Linked DNA regions of Mus musculus: all the other regions are linked to region 7. A link is a contact called in public Hi-C, HiChIP or PLAC-seq and promoter capture Hi-C data. All regions are on one chromosome and are shown on one strand. The core of a region is the stretch at or near the end of the contact, and the rest is flanking DNA. Distances in the headings are between cores, read along the strand shown.

The links. Promoter capture Hi-C pulls out the DNA fragments that hold promoters and counts their contacts. A called contact is a pair of places that touch in the nucleus more often than the background predicts. HiChIP or PLAC-seq counts read pairs in DNA pulled down with a chosen protein or histone mark.
Region 1: an H3K27ac HiChIP or PLAC-seq map of embryonic stem cells shows a contact between it and region 7, with 5 times the contacts expected there. The contact joins the enhancer-like site here to the promoter of Epm2a in region 7. A contact is called at or near these places in 5 of 39 promoter capture datasets (cranial neural crest, hippocampal neurons, liver and 2 more) and 4 of 115 datasets of contacts at active chromatin or transcription factors (astrocytes, cardiomyocytes and embryonic stem cells).
Region 2: a promoter capture Hi-C map of embryonic stem cells shows a contact between it and region 7, with 6 times the contacts expected there. The contact joins the promoter of Sf3b5 here to the promoter of Epm2a in region 7. A contact is called at or near these places in 5 of 39 promoter capture datasets (cranial neural crest, embryonic stem cells, hippocampal neurons and 2 more), 1 of 484 Hi-C or Micro-C datasets (cortical neurons), 6 of 115 datasets of contacts at active chromatin or transcription factors (embryonic forebrain, embryonic stem cells, forebrain and 3 more) and 1 of 9 other capture datasets (embryonic stem cells).
Region 3: a contact with region 7 is called in a promoter capture Hi-C map of cranial neural crest. The contact joins the enhancer-like site here to the promoter of Epm2a in region 7. A contact is called at or near these places in 3 of 39 promoter capture datasets (cranial neural crest, hippocampal neurons and second pharyngeal arch cranial neural crest) and 2 of 115 datasets of contacts at active chromatin or transcription factors (embryonic forebrain and forebrain).
Region 4: a contact with region 7 is called in an H3K27ac HiChIP or PLAC-seq map of embryonic stem cells, with 18 times the contacts expected there. The contact joins the enhancer-like site here to the promoter of Epm2a in region 7. A contact is called at or near these places in 12 of 39 promoter capture datasets (the C10 cell line, cranial neural crest, embryonic stem cells and 7 more), 8 of 484 Hi-C or Micro-C datasets (the G1E-ER4 cell line, cortical neurons, embryonic fibroblasts and 2 more), 7 of 115 datasets of contacts at active chromatin or transcription factors (embryonic forebrain, embryonic stem cells, neural progenitor cells and 1 more) and 1 of 9 other capture datasets (embryonic stem cells).
Region 5: a contact with region 7 is called in an H3K4me3 HiChIP or PLAC-seq map of embryonic forebrain, with 9 times the contacts expected there. The contact joins the promoter of Stx11 here to the promoter of Epm2a in region 7. A contact is called at or near these places in 5 of 39 promoter capture datasets (cranial neural crest, embryonic stem cells, frontonasal cranial neural crest and 2 more) and 3 of 115 datasets of contacts at active chromatin or transcription factors (embryonic forebrain, embryonic stem cells and stem cell-derived neural progenitor cells).
Region 6: a contact with region 7 is called in a Hi-C map of forebrain, with 2.9 times the contacts expected there. The contact joins the promoter of B230208H11Rik here to the promoter of Epm2a in region 7. A contact is called at or near these places in 5 of 39 promoter capture datasets (cranial neural crest, hippocampal neurons, liver and 1 more), 3 of 484 Hi-C or Micro-C datasets (the N1E-115 cell line, embryonic stem cells and forebrain) and 6 of 115 datasets of contacts at active chromatin or transcription factors (SST interneurons, astrocytes, embryonic forebrain and 3 more).

What each region holds. Positions count from the first base shown.
Region 1 is chr10:12,553,144-12,556,497 of GRCm38.p6, forward strand. The region is part of intron 50 of Utrn (utrophin); the gene reads right to left. Among named protein-coding and RNA genes, the nearest start is that of Gm25139, 190 kb to the left of the region's middle. Within about 2 kb of position 1,703, at least 24 of the 459 cell types and tissues checked have an H3K27ac peak or open chromatin away from gene starts, as enhancers often do. A contact at or near this core is called in embryonic stem cells, where this site is marked.
Region 2 is chr10:13,006,903-13,010,523 of GRCm38.p6, forward strand. Sf3b5 (splicing factor 3b, subunit 5) reads left to right here and starts at 1,548. Exons shown (of 1, transcript NM_175102.4): 1 at 1,548-2,281. The coding sequence starts at 1,721. The coding sequence ends at 1,981.
Region 3 is chr10:12,574,189-12,577,520 of GRCm38.p6, forward strand. All of the region lies in intron 50 of Utrn (utrophin), which reads right to left. Among named protein-coding and RNA genes, the nearest start is that of Gm25139, 210 kb to the left of the region's middle. Within about 2 kb of position 2,058, at least 5 of the 459 cell types and tissues checked have an H3K27ac peak or open chromatin away from gene starts, as enhancers often do.
Region 4 is chr10:12,606,741-12,610,496 of GRCm38.p6, forward strand. The region is part of intron 50 of Utrn (utrophin); the gene reads right to left. Among named protein-coding and RNA genes, the nearest start is that of Gm25139, 240 kb to the left of the region's middle. Within about 2 kb of position 1,756, at least 22 of the 459 cell types and tissues checked have an H3K27ac peak or open chromatin away from gene starts, as enhancers often do. A contact at or near this core is called in embryonic stem cells, where this site is marked.
Region 5 is chr10:12,961,981-12,965,584 of GRCm38.p6, forward strand. It overlaps Stx11 (syntaxin 11), which reads right to left and starts at 2,279. Exons shown (of 3, transcript NM_029075.1): 1 at 2,020-2,279.
Region 6 is chr10:12,921,829-12,925,367 of GRCm38.p6, forward strand. It overlaps B230208H11Rik (RIKEN cDNA B230208H11 gene), which reads right to left and starts at 1,299. Exons shown (of 3, transcript NR_038028.1): 1 at 746-1,299. n-TLtaa3 (a tRNA gene) reads right to left here and starts at 825; the gene lies at 743-825.
Region 7 is chr10:11,341,943-11,345,539 of GRCm38.p6, forward strand. Epm2a (epilepsy, progressive myoclonic epilepsy, type 2 gene alpha) reads left to right here and starts at 1,503. Exons shown (of 4, transcript NM_010146.2): 1 at 1,503-1,826. The coding sequence starts at 1,529.

The DNA of each region.
Region 1 (3,354 bases), core at 453-2,952, 1.2 Mb after region 7:
AGCACTATAGTAGGTTATTCAGAAAATAATACCGAGACAAGTTACTGTCCCCAAAATATATCCTTCCCGAAAACAATGCAGCATCAGACAAGGGTAAAATGCTCTTAACAGCCAAGCCTCAGTGTAAGCGCATAGGACAGATGTGGCCACGTGACATGGAGCTTTAAGAAGAAGGCTCTGGAAGGTTTGGCAGCTTTGTGGGAATGCCCAGGTTAAAGAAATCAAAGTCTGTACACTTTCCACAGGAAGCACAAATACAGCGCCCCTAAAGACAGAGACAGTAATTTTCTTTGTTTATCTCTCTCTACTGCACCCACCCTCTGATTGACATGCTGTGTCTTTGCCTGACTCCTTTCTATGGGTGTTCTGCGCATTGAGCTCTACACTGGTTCTTTGTTTCTTCTCCACACTCTTCTTCTACCAAACACAGTCAGTCAACCCAGACCATGACACAGAAAATTGTGGGCTGTTTAGAGTTCTGCCTATGCCTGGCAGAACTAGGGTAACCACTCCATTTCCTGAAGATTACTAGAAACTGCCCAGTCTGGGGACAGAGGATAATTTTAAATGCTTATGACCTTTGACACAGAAATTCTACCCACAGGAATTCACAATAAGCTCCATTTGGACAGGAAACATGTAAAGAAATGATGGCAGATTCACGCATTAAGGAACACAGAAAAGTGGATAGGCTGGCAAATAAATAGTGCACAGAGAGAAATAAGCCATATGTGTATCTTCAAAGGGGAGGAGGATGATAAAAGCTTTATTTAGTAATAATCTATGGTAAACGGAACAATCAAATGATAGAAATAATGGCTATCACTCAGAAAAAATGTAGAAATGGACATGGAGAGATAAAATTTATCTTAAATCTCCTTGATTTAAATTGAAAAACATTTTTTTACCTGATCATGTAATATTTTTTTTCACACAAAATGAAGTCCACTAGAACACTCCCAAGTAAACCATGTTCATCCTTTTAGGTCGCTCTCCATACCACAATGGCAGCATCATTTTACTTGACAGTTAATAACACAGCACACAATCTTTCCCCCCCCCCTCCCTGAAAGTCTCAGAAGTTTTGAAGTGCCAGATGGTCCACCATTCTAACAAATCAGCCCTCAATAAAAACTGGCCTCAGCAGAACAGGGTTTACAAATGGCAAACTTTTCTAAAGGCCACAAGGACAAAGCCCTTTTGTTCTGAAAAGTTACTCTGTAACCAGCAACACCTGCTTATTTAAATGATAACTGTGTCTAAATAGGCAACTATATCATTCTAGCTTCTCTCTCTTCAAAGTGATCTTTACTTCTGTTATCATCAGATACATGATACTGTATGCTATACATTGTGTGTGTGTGTGTGTGTGTGTGTGTGTGTGGTGGGGATGGGGAGGGGGTTACCCCCCAGGAAACCATCACTTGACCTCTCCAGAGGGGCTCAGTAGTCCCACCTTGTTTGCAAAGAAGGAAGACGCAAGGTTTGCCACTAGGACAACCACCACCCCTGCCAGACAGGTTACCTGAAAACCCATTTATGATCAAAGTTATCTTAGGAAAAAAGGAAAATATCATGAACCCTGCTTGTCTTGATGTGCTAAGATTACTATTAAAAAAGCAAAAGTACTGAAAGAAATATCCCGTGACATAGTCAGCAGCCACCTGCTGCTGTACAGAGAGGGTCGTACATGTGTCATTCCTGCCTCTGCGTAAGAAACTGTCAGGGCAAGGGGTACTGAGAGCGATGTTCACATCAGGAATCTGACTGAGCTCATGTTTCAGCTTTATAATTAGATGATGGCGTAAAATAATCCGTTAAAAGCAACACCCTGAATCTAGTGGTCATCCCACTCTCAATTTAAAAACAAAAACAAAAACAAAAAACAAAAAACAAATTTCTGAAAGGTCCTGAAATACAGCTACTTCGCAAAATCTTTTAAGACTCATATAATGAATTTGAGATGTCACTGTTTGATTTATAGCGTAACTTTCACCCCTACTGATCACTAGAGTTATCTGTATGACCTGTTGAGATACAAACCCCAAGTCTGGACTAATTGATCCAGTCTACTAGCACTCAGTAGACTCACTATACAGTATTAAGGATGCTACAAGAACTATATAATACCAAAAAGCATGAAATCAATTTAGAAGACATACATGCAATCTAAAGGTGACTGTGAGAATTATTAATTTATTGACAACAGGTATGTCATCCTCTCCAAACTCATCAGCCCAACCCCCAAAGCCACCAGCTTTCCTCTAGCCATGGTGTCGATTCTTTCTTGCTCAGCTAACTGTGAGCACCAGACTCTCCACACACAGGACAACAGGTTAGGATGGTTAAGACCATCAGTGTGTCGGGCAGCGGCTCTCAACCTTCCTAATGCTGAGACCCTTTAACATAGTTTGTCATGTTGTGTTGACCCTCCAACCGTAAAATTATTTTCATTGCTACTTCAGAACGGGAATTTTGCAACTATTATGAATAGTAATGTAACTATCTGTGTTCCTGGGGATTTTAGGCAACTCATGTGAAAGGAGTTGCGACCCACAGGTTGAGAACCACTGGCTTAGAAGATAACTTTCTTATTACAAATCATAGGGGCACAGTCTTCTATTAGGACAGTTGGAAAAGTAACCAGAAACTTTCGTAATTATGAGATGCTAAACTAAATTCATATTTGAATTATATTCCTCATCTGTTTATTTTACCCCAGCTCTTAGACATAGTATTTCTCATGAGACCAATAAAAAAAAGTATAATATTCAGCCATTTCATCTCAGACACTAATCTGGTTTTACAAGCCTGGAGCCTTTGCCTGAATCTTGATTTTTGTGTGAAGAGTGTCCCTGTGACACTTAAGCAAACACTTTTATCATGAAGGCTGTTCAGTGGGGCCATATATAACTTCTTACTAATGGCAACAAAAACATCATTTAAAGTAGAACAGATGTAGTTGTTACAGGATAACCAAGACGTTCCTATAATCCCATGGGACACAAGGAGTAGCTACATTGAATGTTTCAGGGGCCAGGGCTCTCGTAAATTTTCATGAATTTTTAAGATAGTATAGAAACTTATTTTGAGAAGCCTAGTATGTGGTATTTTTAATATCTCTGCACATTTTTATCAGAGTGTTTACAACTTGGTAGGAGTGACTATTATTAGCAACAAAATTTTAAAAATAAATACATGCTACATAAACATTTATTACTGATTACAAATTATTAAAATGCAATATTAACTAATAAAATATTTATCACAGCAGTGAAGCGATTCCTAATATAGCAACACACTGTTTCTCTGTTGATGTTTTTCCTGGGGAGATTCTAACACTCTCTCACACAT
Region 2 (3,621 bases), core at 298-2,797, 1.7 Mb after region 7:
TTCCAGGCCAGCCAGGCAGGGCTACACAGAGAGACTCTGTCTCAAAAACCCAACCCAACAAAACAAACAAACAAACAAACAAACAAAAAACAATAACAAAACCCCTGCAAACCAAAAGAAACGACAGTGAAACAGTAAACAATTAAAGGGTTAAAATGAAGCCTGACAAGGTGACTAAGCCTCTGATAGATCACTTCAAAGTCTGAAGCAGGTGCAGAGAATTTGAGTCCCTGTCTCAATAAATAAATAATAAGAGACAGGTATAGTATGGCTGGATGGCATATCCACAGGTATTGCCGTATAGTCTCTATATTTTAGGAATAAGATGTGTATTATGTTGTCTAAGTCTTGGTGTTGGTTGGTTTTATTTTTTTTTGAGACAGAGTTTCTCCTTGTAGCCCTGGCTGTCCTGAAACTAGCTCTGTAGACCAGGCTGCCCCTGAACTCAGAGATCTGCCTGCCTCTGCCTCCCAAGTGGTGGAATTAAAGGTGTGTGCCACCACCACCTGGCATGATGCTTATTATGACAAAATTTAAACAGAAGAATTAATATTGGATGGAGCGGAACTCACCTCTAATCCCAGCATTCAGGAGGCAAAGGCAGGAGGATTGCTGTGAGCTCAGGGCCAGATCCTCCCCCCACCAAGTAAACAAAAGTACCCCCAAACTCCTGTATTTTCAAATTGTCTGTCATTGTCCATTCTCTTTGGCTGTGACTGCTCTTACCCCATTCCTAAAATGGTTTTTTGAGAGTACAATCTACATCAGGCTATACATGTATCCTTAAGGGATACCATAAAAGAAGTACAATTATCTTTTCTGAGTTGTTTGTAACGTGAGAAAGTGCACAACCCCCAACGTAAGGCAGTAATCAGCAGAAAAACACAGGTGACTAGAAAGAGAGGTGTTCTTTCTATCTATCTATCTATCTATCTATCTATCTATCTATCTATCTATCTATCTATCTATCTATCTATCTATCTATCTATCTAGTCTTGAACCACATCTGACTTCAAGGAATAGCTTTTGAGTGACCTAGAGCAAACAACCCCTCAATGGGTTGAGAAACGGGAGCCTGGAGCTCGTTGTGGGAGCCATTAGTGAGACTACTGGGGCTGACACTGATCACCAAAAATACTTTTCCCAGTGCCCAAATTCTAAGAGACAAAGCTGGGACCGCGGGGGAACCATGCTGCCACGTTAGCTTCTAGGTACAAGAGTTAATTTTCCTGGTTGCTTGTAGTTGAAACCCTCTTGGATTTCCCCTTCTTAGTAGCCCAGAGCCGTGGGATAACTCTCAGAGGCCGTTTGCCATCGTCCTACAGCAGCCAGGCAAAAACAAAACAAACAAAACAAAACCCTAAAACAAACTCTTTGGACTACTTGTTCCAGAATGCAACGCTCAGACTAGAACGTGATCACCCGAGAGCCACTAAGCGGACCATCATGCAACACTCTTCGAAGTAGGCGGGCTCCGTGAGGAGACGGCCCAGTGTTTCCTAGGCAACTCCAATCCCGCGACAGACGGCACTTCCGCTTCCGCCTAGGAAAAGACTGTCTACTCCTGCGTCTCGGTGGCGTCTTTCTCCCGCGCCTGCACGAACTGAGGTTTTGCGTGGCGGCGGCGGCACCGGCAGCGGCAGCGTCTCTCACTTGAACGCCGCGAGCGGCAGCTTCTCGTCTGTGTCCTGACCTCGGAGCCTACGAGCAGAGCGGCGCGATGACGGACCGGTACACCATCCACAGCCAGCTGGAGCATCTGCAGTCCAAGTACATCGGCACGGGCCACGCCGACACCACCAAGTGGGAATGGCTGGTGAACCAGCACCGCGACTCCTACTGCTCCTACATGGGCCACTTCGACCTCCTCAACTACTTCGCCATTGCCGAGAACGAGAGCAAAGCCCGCGTGCGGTTCAACCTGATGGAGAAAATGCTGCAGCCCAGCGGGCCGCCCGCGGACAAGCCCGAGGAGAACTGAGGTGAGCGCTGCCCAGTCTTCCCCGTGTGCCGGCTGCGAGCCTCCTTGCTCCTGCATCTCGACCATTCCGTGTTGGCTGTGTCGCCTGACCTGCGTACCTGTGGAGGATTCGGAACAAGTCATGGAGAGACTGTCCGGGTCCGCTCCTTGTGAACTGTGCAGAAGGAGTGATCCCAGCATCGGCAAGCGAGGGAGAAGACTGCACGAGAGTGATGCGCATTTCGAGTCTGCTTTTCGATAGTTGATGTCTTCTTGCCTTTTTAAAAAACCATATATATATAAAGTTTAGGGTTTGCTCTATTCTTTGGTATGGATTGCTGTGTTCTTTGGGAGGTTATTAGGAGAGGGTTCTGTGGATCAAGGTTTTGTGAGAGTATAAATAGGAAATGGGGGCAGAAGCACAGGGCAAGTCCTTAAGTCGTCACACACACTTTTATGATATTATCCCACCTCAATAGTCTTCACGCGTACAGTGTGTCTGGTCCCAAAGAAACCTTGAAGCGCGGAGATTGCCCATATCCCTTTCCTACCCTTCCCTTTATGCGCTACCCCTTACCCCTTTTTCTTGATGATTACCCTTTGTGTCTTCAGAAATGATAAACTGGCAAACAAGTGGTATCACGTCCCCATCCTGCTCAGCGCCCCATTCCCCCCACCCCTCTTCCCTTTTCACCAGAGCATTTTCCAAAGGTTTGAGGGCATACATTATGCCAGCTTGAAGAGTTTACAACTTTAAAAACCATGCTTACAATGCTACTTTACTGAGATGTCATTTGAGAACAGATTTTAAGGAATCAAGAGAAATGGCCATGCAGGTGTTTTCCGGCCAGGGCAGAGGACCCAAGAGCAGCAGTGTGTTTGACTTACTGAAGGAAAACCATAAAAGCAGTATGAGTCACCAGCATACCAGTGTGGTGGTGCACACCTTAATCCCAGCACCCAAGAGGCTGGGGCATCTCTTGAGTTCAAAGAATGTGTTGGTGCACACTTGGTCCAGGTGCTTTCGAGGCAAAAGCAGAAGGATCTCGAGTGTAAGGCCAGCCTGGTCTACAGATCTAATTTCAGGACCATCAGGGCTACACAGAGAAACCTTGTCTTGAATCCTATCCCCAACTCCTCCACACAAAAGCAGTATGCTGGGAAGGGATGAACAATAGAAAACACCAGGACAAGAAGACGTGGAAGCTGGTTGGTGACTCAAAGTTTTTATGTGGGTTATAGCTATTGGCTTTCAGCAGAAGAGAAAACTAAATGCATTTTTAGTAACTTATTTAAAAGTAACAGTAGCTGGGAGTGGTGGCACATGCCTTTAACCCCAGTGGGGAGGCAGGCAATTGGATCCATGAGTTCAAGGCTAGCCTGATGAGCATACTTCAGGACAAACGGGGCTAATAGACCCTGTTTCAAACAAACAGAAGTAACAGAATTCAGGAGGGCTGGCTTTGGAGGTAAGAGTCCTTACTGTGTAAGTCCAGGAACCAGTTCAGATTTCTGCTACCAGTGCAAAAACCCAAGTTCATATAGCCCCAGTACTGTGGAGAGGATAGCTGGGGCTTTCTGACTGCCTGCTCAGCTCCAGGTTCAGATAGAGATGGTGTCTCAAGACAGTAAGGGGAGGATAGACTGGAGAGATGGCTACA
Region 3 (3,332 bases), core at 808-3,307, 1.2 Mb after region 7:
TCCCTTGAACTCAGAACCAGCGCATCCTTCTTCATGCCCAGTTGTCTCCCCCCCCCCCCCCCCCCCCCCCGGCTTTCACAGAACTAAGCACCATCCACCCTGCTGCTCCACTCTTCCAGAAACCACCCTCCCCAGAGCCCACCCCACACCTCACATCCGTATTGCCATCCTCCCAAGTAAAACGTTTAGTGATAAATGATTATTGCATATGTTCTCCAAACTGGAACTTCCTTGCCACCTCCCTCCCTCTGTCTAACATTTGGAGCACGGGGCAGGTGAGTGGTTCATTTGGGTTCCATAACTACTCCTCAGTCACTGATTTTGTTGCAGAAACTCCGATAATCGTTGGAATTAACAAGCTCAATCTCTTTGCATCCCCCAAACTATCTATATTCCCCGCTCTCTTTCCTCCCCCAGCGCAGTCTGTGCATGTTCCGTCTTCCTGTAAGACATAACCTTCATGACTGGCAATCAGAGTGATGCTTTGCTCCAAAATTTCAAAAACCGTCTTCCCTTTTCTGAATGCACATTCTACACTAGCAGGTGTAGCCCAAATAACATGAATGCACTGCATTGAAAGTGCTCTTTCGGGCAGGATGAGCTTATTAGCAACATCTAAATCCGCCACGGCTAACACAGAAGCAAAGTCTCAGCCCAGATGAGGAGCACTGTGATTACCAAGACGCATCTGCCCTGGGTGGAAGAACATTGAAGAACTCATCAGAGTCAGTAATTAGCCTGTAGCCTGTCCGCTTAGGGAGCACGTGGCAAGCGCGGTTAGGGTACCAGGCTCTGCTCCTTTAATGGAGACAGTGCTGGCAGCACTCGATTCAGTGTGGCTACTATTTAAGAGCAGGGAGGAATTCCATGGAGGAGGCACATACAGCTTGCAGAGACCAGAAATTCTCTTCAATGAGTTCTTTGCAGTGATTATTTAGAGCGCCTGTGTTTTATATGCTGTTCCACCTGCATTTTGTGTTTTAAAATAAAAAGCAAGTCAGGTGTGATGGTTCTACCACCTAAGCACATGGGAGCCTGAGGCAGAGGGATCGAAAGTTTAAGACCAGGGTGGGACACAAAGGGAAAAAAACCTCTGTAGGGTTTGTTATTTGTTTGCTTGGTTGTTTGCTTGCTTTTAAAATACAGACTAGAGAATATGTTAGTCAGTAAAACTCTTGCATAAGGAGCAGAGTACAAATGCCTAATACCCATGTTAATGTCAGCCAGCCTGCTTGTAATCTCTGTGCCTAAGAGGTGGAGACAGAAGGTTTCCAGAGCAAGGGAATGAGCTATAATAGCCATATTGGAGAACTCTGGGTTCCTGTGAGAGACCCAGTCTTGATATATAAAGTAGATAGCAATTAAAAAAAAAGACATGAAATCAATCTCTGGCCTCTACACACATGTGCACATGCATGCATCTAACCCTTATAAAGGCACCTGTGCTCACAACACAGGTATACACATGCATGAGCATACACACACACACACACACACACACACACACACACACACACCCCGCTAAGCCTAATACAGTAACTTAGTCTGTAAGAAGACAAAAGAAACTAGTATTGGTGTCTATCCTTCAAAACTGCAGCTCCTATCAATAATCAGGAAGGGGTTTTGATTCCCCAGCCTTAAAACAAAACATGCATTCTATCTTTTGCAAAATGAGAGAAAATAAGTAGGGACACATGAAGTATCTGCTTACAAATGCAGAGTATTAAAATCGAAGGTAAGCAATGAGACTGGTGTCTCATGGCCAAGGAACAAGATCTTCAAAGACAGAAGTAATTGCTGCCTGCTGTTGTTCATATTCAATGTGTGTGTGTGAGCGCGAGTGTGCGCGTATATATGAAGAGAGTTACAAGTTCAATATGCCATTTTTCCATACACCTGGAAATCATGAGTCAATTTAACACTTGTAGAACCGTATTTCCATAGCCTAAAGGTTTATGCTGTTTTAAAAGTAAGGAGCCCAAACAGGATAAAGGCCCTGATTAGTTAATCCAGTCCTTAGCTTCAGATGTCAACCCCCCCCCCCCAGGATGGGGAGTAGGGCAGACCAGGCTCCTCTTACGGTATATAATAGGAACTGCCAATCATGTGATCTATAACCCACAGACTCCAGGAATCTTCAGTGAAAATTGAAGTTCATTATACAGCAAGAAGTCTTAATCGCAACATGCCAACTAAAATGAAATCAACAACATATTTCCACATGCTGGGGGACCACACAGTTTAGAAAAATGAGTTAGTAAGTTGGGTTAGTCCAGTGCAGAGAGCAACAGGAATGAAGAAAATTTCCCAAAGCATGTATGCAGTGGGAAGGAGCAGAAAGATGGGGGTTGGGAGGAGGAGAAGCAGCAGCAGCAGCAGCAGCAACAGCAACAGCAGCATTGAAAGTTTAAGTTCTAAAGCAACATCATGCACTGAACTTCTAAAGAGCTGAGCTTTGCAGAAATGCTTCTGGCATAGAAACCAATAATTTCAGGTTGACGTTTGAAGCACTTGGAGGTCACACGTGTCAAAGAATAGGTAGAGATGTGTGGCTCAGTGACAGAAATGGGGCTTAATATACATATAGTTCCAGAATCTACACCTGGTATTAAATCTTCACAGAGGGCCTAGAACCTGCCACTCCCCTCCCAGGGCTAAAATCATGAAAGAATACTACATAAATATAGATTTTAAAAGAACTGTATACTGAGACCAGACGTAAGAGATGAAAAAAATCAGGTTAAAAGTCTTGTTTACATATCAAAAAGACTGAAAGTAGTGATTCTAGAAATACTTGTTAACCAATGTTCACAGCAATATTGTCAAAACAGCCGGGAGGGAGAAATAGCCCAGTATCCACCAACAGATGAACCGATAAGCAAAATCTGTCACATGCATAATAGAACAAAATCCATACTGAAAGAAGAAGGAAATTCTGACACAACCTAGATAAATGTTAAGGGCACCGTGCTCAATAATAAACAAACCAGCCACAAAAGACAAAGATAAATATTTTGTTTTCCTTTATGTGGTGGACTTACTGCAGTCAGGATAGATATGGGGTATAGAATGGGGGTCTCCAGGGGCTGGCATCAGAGGACATACTGTTTAAATGGGTAGAGAGTTTCTGGTGTGGATGGTGAGAATGTTCTAGAAACAGATGCTGACCGCTGTCACATACCACAGTTAATATACTTAATGCCACTGAAATGTGCACTTAAAATGGTTAAAATCCTAAATTTTATGTCTTTAGCCCAGTTTTATAAATAGATATAACAGTGAACTCCTATAATCTACAGAGGTTCCTGAAAGCTTTACAAACAAAACCCATG
Region 4 (3,756 bases), core at 506-3,005, 1.3 Mb after region 7:
ATGTGGTGCATGAGAACCACTGAATACATGACTTTCAAAACAGAGAAGATGCTTCACTAAAACAAGGTGCTCCACAGCTGGCTCCTTCCCACTTATCTTCTAAAGGCGCTATTATGTGTCTTAAATATGATGATAAAAAACTACATTTGGGTATGGAGAATTAGGCTTGGGGAATACATAATTCAATACTTGTGGTATTGAGACTCAAACCAAGCTAAATTATGAATCAAAACCCAGAACCAACTATATCAATTTGCATTAAAATGAGCCAATCCATCCTTTGTACAAAGCTGAGAAATGAATCCATTAGGGGGGAAAAAAAAAGCCTATAGAAACTGGAAACAAAAACGTTCATATAGCCAAAATAGTTTCAAAAATAATGTAGCTCATTGTTTTTCTTTTTTTTTTTTTCTTTTTTTTTTTTTTTTGGTTTTTCGAGACAGGGTTTCTCTGTGTAGCCCTGGCTGTCCTGGAACTCACTTTGTAGACCAGGCTGGCCTCAAACTCAGAAATCCACCTGCCTCTGCCTCCCGAGTACTGGGATTAAAGGCGTGCGCCACCACAGCCCAGTTGCTCATTGTTTTTTCAACTTCAAGATGAGAACAAGTACCTAGGCATGCCCAAGACTACGGGTGATGAAACATCTACACAGGGGATTTCCTTCCTAGTACAGTGAAAATACAACGAATGATAACTAAAAGAAAGTATAGCAATGACTTAAGCTACTTTCTCTTTCTTTACCCCTCAACCGCATGGTTCTTTGTAGCTCAGGATAACCACTGTGACCACCTGAAATGAAATGCAGAGAGACACTGAATCTGGAATCAGAAAACCTGTCAACAGTGCCAGTTAAATCATGTACTGGCCAAGCATCGCCTACTCTGTGCCTTCACTGTGGAGTTAAAAGAGCTTGTTTCTCCAGATGTTACATAGAACTGGTGACAATTTTCTTTCCCAGACAGATGATAGGTAGGAAGATAGATAGATAGATAGATAGATAGATAGATAGATAGATAGATAGATGAAAGATATGTAGATAGATGATATATAAATTAGATAGATAGATAAATAGAAGATATATAAATGGATAGATGATAGATAAAACATATAAAAATATATATTAACACTATCTTAAAAACACATAGAACGTTTACAATCCTATTCATTAGGCGTCTCTGTCCGTGTTTCATTAGACGCTTTCCCATGGAGTCTAGGGTTGTTGCTTTCCTGTTAATTTTTATTGTGCTGTGGTTTTCTATGTCAACAGTTTTTGTTTTCCTAGTCCTTTTACAGTAGGAAAAAATACAGACACCATAAATATGGCCTGAGAAGGTGGCTCACTGGATAAAGTGCTTGACTTGAGCTTGATTCTCAGAAACCACAGAAAAATGTTTGTTGGGTATGGTGGTGTGTGTGCACTGTCTTTGTAATCCCAGAGCTAGGGAAGTCTAAACAGGGAGAATCCACCCCAGTCTGGACAGCTTGGTGAGGTCAGGCCAATAAAAGATCCTGTCTCAAAAGAGATGGTCACTTTTGTGAATGTGGTGTTGAACAGGTATGGAGCCCATACACAAATGTATATAAGTGCTTGGCCCATAGGAAGTGACAGTATTAGGAGCTGTGGCCTCCTTGGAGGAGGTGTGGCCTTGTTGGAGAAAGTGTGTCACTGTGAGGGCAGGCTTTGAGGTAGCATAAGGTCAAATGTGGCTGGTGTGACACAGTCTCCAACTGCTGTTTGAGGATCCAGATATAGAACCCTCAGCTCCATGTCTGCCTGCACTCTGCCATGCTTCCCACCATGATGGTAAGGGACTGAACCTCTATACTGTAAGCCAGCGCAATTAAATGTTTTGTCTTGTTTTGTTTTTTTAATAAGAGTTGTCAAGGTCATGGTGTCTATACACAGAAACTGTCTACCAATTCTATAATAAACATGCACAAATATGTATTAGGAGGAGGAGGAAGAGAAGGAGGAAGAAGAGGGAGAAGAGAAGGAGGAAGAGCAGGGAGAAGGAGGCACCCACCCTGAAAACCAACACCTTCCAGCAACTGCAGGGAATTGCCCTTAGGGCCTTACATATGTTAGGCAAATGTTCACCTGGCACAATACACAAAGCTTTGATACTTTAACATTTCAATACAAGACAGAGAGTCACTAAGTTATACAACCTGACCTTCAGTTCACTCTACAAACCACCCAGGCCTGGAACAATCTTCCAGCCTCAGCTTCCCAGTTAGCTGAGAGTACAGAACCTGTACCACCAGGCCTGACCCAACTACTTCACTTTCCATTCTAGAGGGATTCCGTTCCGGCTTTATCAGGCCATGCTGTCACAGCGGCCAATTATTTATTAAGCATTAAAAAGCACTGTCCGCTTCTGTGACTGAGCTTTGTTACAAATCAGTCTTTCAGAACTTCACAGACCTGAACAAACTAGAAAAAGAAAAATGAAAAGCAATCCTCTCCCACACTCCACATCCTTTCCAACTTCAATTACTTGGACTCATTTACCTTGCCTGAGATGAACAAACTTCGAGCAAGTGAGAAAACGACAATGGTGTGACATTGTCTATATTCTCCTATCCCTGCTAATTGCTTAATTTCCAGAGCTAAATATAAACAACTAACTTCCCTTTGAAAGGCCAGCAGGGCTCTGCCGAGAACCAAGAGAAAGCGGTTCGTGCCTATAGCTTTCAGATCCATACATACAGGCTGGAAATTTCCATTTGATACTTAATAAACTGCACCCCAGAGGAAACACAAGTCATCAAGCTTTTAGTCACGATGACAAAATAGCATTTTCTGAATCTAGAGTGCTATGCCAGCTCTCTTCTCAGAAAGAACTTTCTGTTTACTCCCTACTGTATCCGCGTCAGTCACGCAGAGTTCCAACTAACGTTTTTTGTTCTTAAAGAACCACTTAACTTTGTGACCGGCATTTGGGGGTGGGGGTGTTTTTCGAGACAGGATTTCTCTGTATTTTCCTGGCTGTCCTGGAACTCACTCTGTAGACCAGGCTGGCCTCGAACTCAGAAATCCGCCTGCCTCTGCCTCCCAAGTGCTGGGATTAAAGGCGTCCGCCACCACCACGCCCGGCTATTTTTTAATCATGTAAAAAGCACTGCATTAAATCATAAGTGAAGTCATTGGTAACATGGGTTTTCTGATTAACGATATGTTACTACTTAAGTAATAAAAGATAATTTTGACATTCGCGTTGATATGAGGAATTATGGTAAAAAGGGAGGTCACAGATCAGCTAAGCTGCTGCCCCTTTGGGAAGCCACAAAACAAAACTCCTGTGACAGTCACAGGCAGGGAGGAAGGTCTCCTGTTTTGAGTCAGTAATCTGGACCTCAGCAGGAACTGCAGAAGACAGAGCATTAAGAAAGTACTCGTTCTGGGAGTTCACACATCTCTGATGAGACACCACAAACAGCACCAAGGAAAGGGGAGAATAAATGTGAATCCCTCCGCATCCGCCATTTTGCTCCACGGCATCTCCACCTCCATACACCTTCTGAACTACCCAACCCACTGGCTTCTCATGAAAGCAAGAACTGACTCATGATCAAGGGGACCTCAGGCTAGGACGTCCATTTACTGTGGCTCAAGAAATATGTGTACGGTTTGGTTACTGAGAGAAACCAAGGGAGCCTGACAGATGGTCTTAAAATACCTCTGTCTTAACATTCAGACTGTGGCCAAGTCAAGCTTGTTTCATGCTCTGAAACACTTCAGGGTTTAGTTATCCA
Region 5 (3,604 bases), core at 1,029-3,528, 1.6 Mb after region 7:
CTGTGCACACATATTTAAGATAAAGTTTAAATTCACAAATTATTCACAGCAAGAGATTAACAAGAATTAGAGGTGGAACAATTGCAGCAATATGGTTATAATTAATTTGGTGTGGATGTTTTTCCTCTCAGAGTATCTTACTGACAAGTGTGGTGGCACCCACCTTTAATATGAGTTCTCAGGAGGTAGAAGCAGGCAGACAGATAATTTGTGAATTCTGGGCCAGCCTGGTCTGTGTGGTGAATTCCAGGCCAGCCAGGGCTACACAGTGAGACCATGTCTCAAGTAAAATAAATCAAAATATACTACTACTATTCTGGAACTTTCTATTTCAGAGCTTGGGTAGCAAAAATCATGGGAGTCAAGCCAGTCCTCAGATGGGGAGCAACTATTGTATCAACTGGTGAGTAGACAGCTGCTAATCACTCCTAAGTCACTCTGGTGTTTAAAAGAGTGCCCCCAACTGCCCAGGGATGATAACAGAGACTGGGTTTGCCTTTACACAGCTGCTAAGTAATGTGAAACATGGTTAATTCAAACACTTTAAAAGCCATGCCTTCCTAATGGGCTTTTAAATCATAGACATATGCTAATATGCTTTTTAAATCATGCATGTATTGAATGAAAACTAGGCTGCCAACCAAGACAAGCAGATGATGAGAACCCAGACCTTCCCTTGCTGTCCCAGCAGTGATCCAGGATACTCTGATCCCCCACACTGGGGCACCTTCTTTGGGTATAAATTTCCCATAGCATCCATCTCACGGTGTTGGATGTCCAGGAGAATCTGCTCAGCTGTGGCCCTGGCTGCCAGGATAGCATTGTGTCCATATTGCATGCATGGACCTGGATGAAAAGGCTGGAACAGACCAGAACCTTGCAACTGCTGTCTAAGGCTGACCTCAGCTCAGCCAGGATATGCAGTTATTCCTGTCTCTACTGAGCTCCTAGATAGGGAAGTCTATTTCTTAGAGCCTTTATCCAGCCTCAGGGAGACTCAGCATCTTAATGTCTGGCTCCAGCAACCATCTACTTTCTTCAAAAGCTTCTATATGTTTTTTTTTAAGGCACTAATTTGGTAAAAATAAACTTTCTGAAATATTTTAAATTTCAGAGTAACTTACAATCACTTCATTAAATGTCCAGTTTCTACCAACTAGTGAAAACAACAGCCAAATGGTTATTGGATAAAGAAATTAATTTTCTCTTCAGCTTCTGTGGGAAAGCACATGATTTTAAGGGTTTATCTCAGATCAGCCTAGTGACCCTAGCTGGCATGTTGTCCCATCAGGCGCTCTAGGAAACTGAAAACTTGAATAGTTACTTCCTAGGCCGCCTGCCCCAGTTTGACAGTACCAGACTGAATCTTCGGTCTTATTCAAAGTACAGGAATCCAACCTCACTTTTCAAAAGCGTATTAACAAAGCCTTGCAATTGTAGTAGACTTGTGACTCATTTGTGGATACCCGTGTAGAAACAACAGCTCCTCCCTCTGCTGAGAAATGGCTCTAATAAGTGTGAGAGTCACAGGAAGTAAAACGCAGGTCTCAGCTGATGTTCGCGGAGCCAAAGAAGCCAACAGAATTCCGTGGTGTGGTTCTCTAAGCAAAGCCATCAGATCGGTTTCCTAAAACAAACTACCCCAAATCCTCCGTGGGAGCTGTTTCAACGCGGTATCAGTGTTCCTGTATTTCCTGGCTCCTGAGTCATACTGTCAAGTTCAAGTGGAGAAGTGTCCATTCTGATGTGTTAGAGAAAGTGGCGACCGAACTGAATAAAACACCTCCATTAAATAAAAACAACAAAAATTCAAAACAGAAGTTGCCTCAGGAAGCTTCAGAGTCAGTCTACATTTCTGAAGCACTTCTGATAACGCATTATATTCTTAAACATAAAAAAAAAAAAAAAAAAAAAAAAAAAAAAAAAAAAAAAAAAAAAGCTCTCGGCTCTAGGTGAGAAACCCAAAGCCTCGTCCTGAAGGTACCTAGAGGCACAGAGGGAACCACACCCCAAACCCACCTGCAGCTGCGCAGCATCCCTGCCAGCGCGGTCCACCACTCCAGCCAACCCCGAACCTGGGTCCCCGATGTCGAAAGAGTTAGAGAGCTAAGCAGACTCGCGGGACAAAACGAACCGTGATCCTGCGGGGCGCTGATCCAGCGTCCGGACGCCGGGAGGACACCGCGGCGTGTCCCCGCGGCTCTGCCCCCTCCGCTTCTTGCTGGCCCGGGCTGCGCTTCTCAGCCGGGGTCCGAGCCCTGAGCCGCAGGGCCGCGTCTGGTGCTGCTGGCTCCGCCCCTGCCGCGCTGAGGCTGCACAGCTGGGGACCAGGGCCCCGCCCCGGGGACGCCCTCGGCTAGGCGCGCAGCTTCCCGTCCCGACTGGGGTCGCCACGCTGCGGGTTGCTGGGAACCTAAGCACGAGCCTTCTTCCCCTCCTGTGCACCCCGAGATGCTGCGGGCGACGGTGTGGACCACCCGGGAACTTGCTCTTTCTTCTTCCTTGCTCTGGGATGGAGAGATGGGCGGGGCGGGATCCATCGGACTTTCCGCGGGAAAACCCCTCAGCGCGGATGACTTTTGCAGTCCAGAGTAGTTCCGAAACTAGGGCACTAGAAACCGTTTCTGAGCGTGGGTGTGGCTGCGCCAGCGGGGACCCGCACGACTGCCTAACCCGAGGTTGTGGACCACGTAGACACTGAGCCCCGCCTTCCACTAGCCCCTTCCTGCCTGCTGTCAGTGGGACACCCACAGGAGTATTGCCACGACCTTGTCCTCGTTGCCTGGCACCCTACTGGGGGCTCAGAAACAGAAAAGGGGCATTCTGGCTAGGGGGTGGGAAACCGCTGGACAAACAAGGTAGAAGGCTAGCCATCAAGAAACAAAGAAAGTATGAGAGGAGGGGCTGGAGAGATGGCTCAGTGGTTAAGAGCGCTGACTGCTCTTCTAAAGGTCCTGAGTTCAAATCCCAGCAACCACATGGTGGCTCACAGTGGCTCACAACATCCATAATGAAATCTGACGCCCTTCTCTGGTGTATCTGAAAGACACAGCTACAGTGTACTTACATATAATAATAAATAATATTTAATAAATCTTAAAAAAAGAACACAGGAAGAAAGAAAGATGATATGCATTGATAGGAAGCCACCGCCAGAAGAATTTGAGGAACAAGGTGTTACGGTAACCCAAAGTTATCCATCTAATGTGAAATGACCGATGAATCGATCTACTAATGTAAGGCCAGGTAAGGCCAGAAAGACAAATCTCCGGGGCAGAGCAACTTCAGGCAACTTAAGCAGAAACTCCACTTTCATGGAAAAGAAGCTTGTCTCTGCACTCTAAGTGTGGGCCAGCCTGCTCCTCACCTCAACAGAGGACTGTATGGAAAGGAGACGGAAAGTAGTTTTTACCACACACAGAGCAGCCACACAGTTCACCCAATACACAAGGTCAGATACTTAAAGCCAGGTAAAGGTAACACTTTATCCTTGGGGCCTTTCTCCTCCATGCCCCAGCCTTCTGTTTTGTTTTGCTTTTCATTTGTTTTGTTTTGTTTTTTTGAGTCAGGGTTTCTCTGTGTAGTCCTGGCTGTCCTGGAACTC
Region 6 (3,539 bases), core at 49-2,548, 1.6 Mb after region 7:
GGGAGTTCCTTGAGCCACGCCTACAAAATGTGTTTAAGATCTTGGACTGCTTTGATAAAAAACACTTTTGGAGAGAATAGGGTGGCACACGCCTTTAATCCCAGCACTTGGGAGGTAGAGGCAGGAGGATTTCTGAGAGTTCGAGGCCAGCCTGGCCTACAAAGTGAGTTCCAGGACAGCCAGGGCTACACGGAGAAACCCTGTCTCGAGAAACCAAAAACCAAACCAAACCAAACCAAACCAAAACAAAAAAACCCAAAGAAAATAGGAGAAGATAAAAATCGAAAATATTTCAAATTCTGGGTCTTCATGGTCAAATGGTACATTTTTGAAAGACTGCATGTGAACACGTTAAACTTTGAGGGGGGGGGAAATGAAAAGAAAGGAAAGAAAGAAAACAAAGGGAAAGGAAGAAAAAAGAAGGGGGTGGGGAGCGGACAGAGGAAAGGCAAAAGCGGACTTGTTTTTTTTTTTTTTTTTTTTTTCTTTTTTCTTCTGTGCAAAAGTACTTTTGCAAAAAGTTAGCCAATACCAGACCTCTCCGGGGAGCCTCTTCCCGCCTGGCTCAGGTCGGTTCCTGGAGACACGGTCGCTTCACTGCGGGAAATTGGGCTGCCTTGTAGCAGCGCCCTATTAAGGATTAAAGAACATTTCTTTCAACTGAAATAAGACTTCTAAATTTCCAAAAGCTCTGGACCTAAAAACAACTGACAGACCGCGGCAAGGAACAAAACAGCAACTTTACCAGGAGTGGGGTTCGAACCCACGCAGACATATGTCCATTGGATCTTAAGTCCAACGCCTTAACCACTCGGCCATCCTGGTGCAGGCGTGCTCTCTTCTCTTTGCTGTTCCTACAAAGCTCACAATACCGTCCTCATTTTCCCCAGTTACTCGAGGATGCTTCTGCGCAGGCTGCGCGGCGCTTTCCCGACCCGGCTACAGAGACTCGGAGACTGCCGCCGGGGTTTCGCGCCGCCGCCGCCGCCGCCGCTCACTGTCGCCCCGAGATCTCGGCGGCAGCGAAGGAACTGCAGGAGCAGAGAGCGGGACAGAGCTCTGGGCCGGCGGGCGCCGGCTCTCCTTGCTCACTGTAGGTGCGCGGGCGCGACAAACAAACTCCACAGCTAACTTCTGGGCTCCGGAGCGGAGGTGGGAGGGGTCCCTCGGGCGGTGTAGGCACGGGTCCGCAGGGCAACCATCAGTGTGTTTCTTCTAAATCGAATAGGTTCCCGGGGCCCGGCACCTGTGCGCGCGCGGCTTTCCTTCCTCGCCAGTGTTACCACATGCCGGAAGGAGGTTCCGGAGAAAGAGGAGGTTCCGGAGAAAGCTGTGTGGTCAGGGCAGTGTGGCCCAATCCCCCACCCCCTCCCTGGTTGTGTAGACACTGTCCCCTTTGCTCTGCTTCAAATGCAGGGTCAAGACCTCCTGGATTCCTGCCACCCCTACAGCTCCCCTAGAGGGCAAACTCTTGTTTTAACTTGTCTCCTGTTTTAGCTCCCCTTTTGTTGTTGGGACAAAACACCCACAACAAAAAGCAATTTAGGGTACAGCGGTTTATTTGCATTACTTCGGCTGTTCCTCAAAACCTTGGCTCTACCCCAGGGTTCAGGCTAGGTGTTTCTGCAGCTGCAGGCAGGGAGCTGGTGGCTGAGCCTTGCTCTGGCTGTCCCACCTTGTCCCTCTCCCCTAACCCACCCCCATGTTTGGTTTATACAGGTCTGGTGGCTTCAGTCTTTGACTGTAAACCTAGGATGCACTGTTTCACAAAGTGCCCCACTGTTTCAGACCTCCCAGTGGCTCCCTCAAACATTTTCTCAGTTTCACTGTAATGATCCAACTGCTCTACCATCTCTCACAGCTCTGTGACCCCCAGGGAACACCCAGCTTTTGGTTCTCTTGAGTCCTGGTTAAGTCTGACCGGACTCCTTACGAAGGAACTCTACTCTAGCATCCAGACAGCTCCTGTCTATCTCCCAATGGCGGGAACTCCACTGACCTTTGCCTGACCATGTTCCTCAATAGTACCTTTAGGGCATCCAGGGTAAGCACTCAGAGAAGTACACCAGAGAGCCTAGGTCCTCAGGCCTTGTTCTCTGTGCGGACACTGTGCTAGAGTCTGGAGGCAGCCTGTGGAATGTAACATGGGGTCAGTAACATGGGGTGATTACCTCACCAGGTGATCAGAGAGAGGCCTGAAGCTGCACGCAATGGGTGTTAAATGCAAATGAGAACATGAGAACATGTGCACTCTATAACCCAAGCATTGCTCTAAGCTCCCTACACACAGTTTTGTCTAGCTTGATTTTTTTTTTTTTTTTTTTTTGAGATAGGGTCTCACTATGTAGCTCTGGCTGTCCTGGAACTCTCTATATAGACCAGGCTGTCCTTAAACTCACAGAGACCTGTCTGTCTCTGCCTCCTAAATGTCAGGGTTAAAGGCTTAGAGTGAGTACCACTCTTCAGGGGCTCGGTTAATTTTCTTAATAACTGTAATGTAGGCGTTCCTATCCTCATTTTGAATGAGGCCATAGAGATCTCTTGCAGACTTGCTCAACTAAAGGAAGCCCCCTGCCTGCACTGCTGCTGTTGCCCGGGGCTGCAGAACTTCTCCACCAACCCAGCTTTGCACCGGAGGGTTCTTCTCAGAAATATTCTTTCTGGTGCTCTAGACGATTGCATTTCCGTTTTCTGGCCTCAGTTCAGGGATGGGTCTGGAACACAAGTTAGTTTTTAATCAGAGTTGCAAGTAATCCTTGGGTTCCTTGGGAAGAGATGTCAGTCAGTCATCGATGGAGCATATCATATTGTGATAAGGAGTACCGTAACAGTCATTCACACCCCATATAGTGTTCTGTGATATGAGGAGCTCATGGAGCTACCTGCAGTTATTTAGCCAACAGCCTTCAACCATCAGGTGCTGCTAATGACTGTGTTTAAGTCTTCAGATTCCAGTCCCAGATCCTCAAGTGACATCCCCTCACCCAAAGCCACTAAATCCTCTAAGTGCCCAGAGGCCATAGAAAAGAAACCCACCTGGCCTCACTATACATTAAAAAAAGAAAAAAAGATGTATTTATTTACTATGTAAAGTGTTCTGTCTGCATGCCAGAAGAAGGAGGCACCAGATTTTGATATAGATGGTTATGAACTATCATGTGGTTGCTGGGAATTGAACTCAGGACCTCCAGAGGAGCAGCTAGTACTTTTTACCTCTGAGCTGTCTCTCCAGCCCCCATACATTTTTTTTTAAACTCTTGATTTTCAGTATCTGTGGACATAATAAAAATCACTATTGTTTGGCAATGCTTAAGTTTGTATGCTGAAGCGAAGCAGATCTGAGGCTGACAATCTCGGAGCATTGTGATGAAGCACTGAGAGTATTATGAGATATGTCTTCCACCTTCACTGGGAATCTTCTGGGGGAAGATGCTGCTCCTGGGGGAAGACGCTGTTTTCCATATCTACATCTTCTGTGAGAACAAAAGTCTTATCCCTAGTAAGTAGCTGCAAGGGAGTCCAGGAAGCAAAAGTTCTAG
Region 7 (3,597 bases), core at 253-2,752:
ATCTTGTTTTCGCATGTGTTGGGGTATCCAGGACTTGCTGTGGTGGGAGTACTGGGTTCTGATGATGCCAAGTGTTCTTGTTTCTGTTAGTAAGATTCTTATGTTTGTCTTTCGCCATCTGATAATCTCTGGTGTTAGATGTTCTAGCTGTGTCTTGCTGGAGTTTTTTCCTCCTGTGATTCTGTTAGCCTCTGTCAGCACTCCTGGGAGTCCAACTCTTCTCCTGAGGTTAGAGCACTCTGCAAGCAAGCTTTTCTCTTGCAGGGAAGATGCACAGAGGTCTGGAGTTCAGCTCTGCCTCCTGGCTAAGGATGAGGCATGAAGGGGCCCTGTCTAAGAAGCTCTGTTGCTTTTGAGGCCCTCCTGTTTTCCTGCTCAGACTGGTCTCTGAGATACCAGGGATACAAGTTGGCTTTCTCACCTTCGAGTCATGGGGTCAGGGCCCTCTCTGGTTGCTGACTCTCCTCAGTGATCCTAAGATCCTGGGTGTGCTAGGGCACCTGCATCATGGAGAGTTCTCTGGGGACCTTGGGAAGGTCTGCGGAGTTCGTGCCCAAGGTGGCCTGGGGCTCGCACTGACCAGAACGAACCCCAGCCACTCCAGACATTTCTTTATTCATATTAATAACAAGTTGAAGCAGCCTCCTCTGCTCCCAGAGGCCAAATAATGACACAGTTGTTTCTTGACCTAAAGTGCTAATATTTGCAAGAAGCAACTTTTATTTATTTTTCTGTTTTTTTTCCCCAAGAAGAAAATTTAAATAGGTTTTTATCACACACACACACACACACACGCACACACACACACATACACACACACAGTAGCTGGGCACTGGTGATGCAGGTTTGTAATCCAAGGAGCAGAGGCAGGAGAATCTCAAGAGTTTGTGGCCAGTCTGATTTCCACAGTGAGACCTTGTTTCTAAACTTTGTCATCTCACAAACAAGGTTTTCTCTTTTTTTTGATCTTGAGATCAACTTATACACGCTAAAAAGAGGAGGCTGAAATTTTGTTTTTCTCTTTAGTCCCTTTAGGCAAGGGAAAGTATTTTGTGTGTTTGATGAACGCTGGGTTTTTGTGTATTGAGTGGAGGGTCTCTAAAGAACATTATTCATATGTATTATTCCCACGTTATAATCAGAGGCCCATAAGGACTAAATGTTGGGGTGCTTGAATGAGGGTTACAGGTAAATCTTGGATCGGCAACTTCACTGAGGCTGGAGGTTCAGGCTAGACAACTCTTTCTTCCTTTGTTGACTTAGTAAAAGTGATTTCAGATCTCTGGGAAGACGACAGGACAATGTCGGGGTGTCGTTTTCCTCCCTCCTAGGTCCAGTGTGGGTCTCAGCCTCTCGCGAGCCCCGAATGCCCGCTTCCTGCGGCTGCAGCTCCACGGCGCCTGGGAACCCTGATCCCACGGCCGCGTGACCGGGCCACAAACGCGCGGCGCTGCACGTCTCGCGCCGCCCCGGAGCTCGCGCCGCCGCCGCTGCCGCTCGCCAGGCTCCCAGGACTCGGGCCACCGCCATGCTCTTCCGCTTCGGCGTGGTGGTGCCGCCCGCGGTGGCCGGCGCTCGGCAGGAGCTGCTGCTCGCCGGCTCGCGGCCCGAGTTAGGGCGCTGGGAGCCGCACGGCGCCGTGCGTCTCAGGCCCGCGGGTACCGCGGCGGGCGCCGCTGCGCTGGCGCTGCAGGAGCCCGGCCTGTGGCTCGCCGAGGTGGAGCTGGAGGCGTACGAGGAGGCCGGCGGGGCGGAGCCGGGCCGCGTTGACACGTTCTGGTACAAGTTCCTGCAGCGCGAGCCTGGAGGCGAGCTGCACTGGGAAGGTACTGCGCTCCCCGGCCCGAGGCCCGCACCCCGCAGCTCCCCGTGCACCCCGGCCGCGGCCTCGGGGGCGCGCAGCCCGCAGCTCGCGCGCCCCCGCAGCTCCCCGTGCACTTAACTGTTGGCCACCGCTCGCCCACCATCTTGACCCTACCCGGTTGCACAGCGATGCCCTGGTCCGGATCAAGACCCAGTTCCGAGGGTCTCCTGCCTTAGGCCTCTCTCTAATCCACTCCGAAGTGGCCCACCCCACACTACAAGGGGCCGCTTGCTGGAGGGAATTTTCCCTTAGATTTTTGAGACCGAATCGTGGGAAATAGCAAGCTCCTCCCCCAAAGTCAGGTCACCGCGATAGAAGACAATTGAGACATGACTTGATTTCTTAAAATATGTAAAGAGTAATATCGGTTGTAAAGAAATAATAAAAGTAAATAGCCACTTGTGATAGCACAAATCTGTAATCTCAGTACTTGGGAGGTTGAGGCAGGAGGATTGCTGGGAGTTCCCAGCCAGCCAAGGCTACAAAGTGAGAACTTGTTCCACAAAAATATTATAATAAGAATATATGATTGAAAGCAGCATTTCCACCATACAAAACCTAAACATATTGCCTGCATGCGCGCGTGTGTGTGTAACTGTTTGAACAAATATTGTACAATATATAATTTTGAGTATTTATTTTTTCTTTAACAATATTAATATAGCTCAGACTTATTTGCATACAGGTGTGTTTTACTTTTTAAGTGAAAAAAAAAAATACTGTGCAGCTGTTACTGTGCATTAAGGTTCCTTTTGGTTTTCGAGATTCTTGGATTGGAATCCAAGTGCGGTTTTCTTTCTAGCATTTGGAAATGTTTCTGTACAATGGATTTGGACAAGCCAAAATGTCGCCACTTTACGTTTCAGTAAGGAATGTGTTGAAAAATCCGTAGCAGCGTGTCCACCGACCACGCTGGGTGGATCGAGACAGCCTTTTCTGTGAAGGCAATGGGCGTGGTGGCAAACTGAACGTGTGTGGCTCAGTGGTTCTCAGAGTCCCGTGGAGGGAATGAATGCTTCTTGAGAAATTCGTATGGGCAGACAACCAGGCCATTAGCCAGTTCTTGTGGAAAACAAGAATGCAGAATAACAAAAAAACGAGACCCAAGAAAAGCACGTGGTTTACTGGGATCTGTTTATTCCCTTTGCTGGTCTTTTTGGCCACTCTTGGGTTTGATGGTCAGCTAGCACTTCATTATGTCAGATGTGAGAGCTGCCTGCCTTTGGCTGTCCTCCCTTTGCAGTGCATTTCTACTAATGTCACTGTGTCCTTTTTCCACAGTAAAATTACATCTGATAATTTTAATAACGGTGCGTGGTGTACTAGAGCACCCATTTCCAGGTCTCCTCCTTTATCAGCGTTTCTAATACCCCCAAAGTGCTGATGGTTGGGTTGCTATTTCTTAATGCATTCACTTTAACTTGTCTGTTTTCAATTTTTCTGCAGGTTACCACATACATTATATGTAGCTTGCAAAAAAGAGTATCTATTGACACCTACTGGAAATGCATAAAATTAGCAACTGTACATGCTATAAAATATAAAGAATTTAGTCCATTATCCCTGCTGGCTTTAATACCCTTATTTTAAATTATAGATGTGATATTGACTTTTATTTTATAGAGTTCATTTTATCCTATTAGAGACATTTCTTTTTAAAAAAGATTTCTAAAATAATACACACACCCCACTTATTCTCTGTACTCTGACTTGTTTTTTGAGTTAAGTTTCAT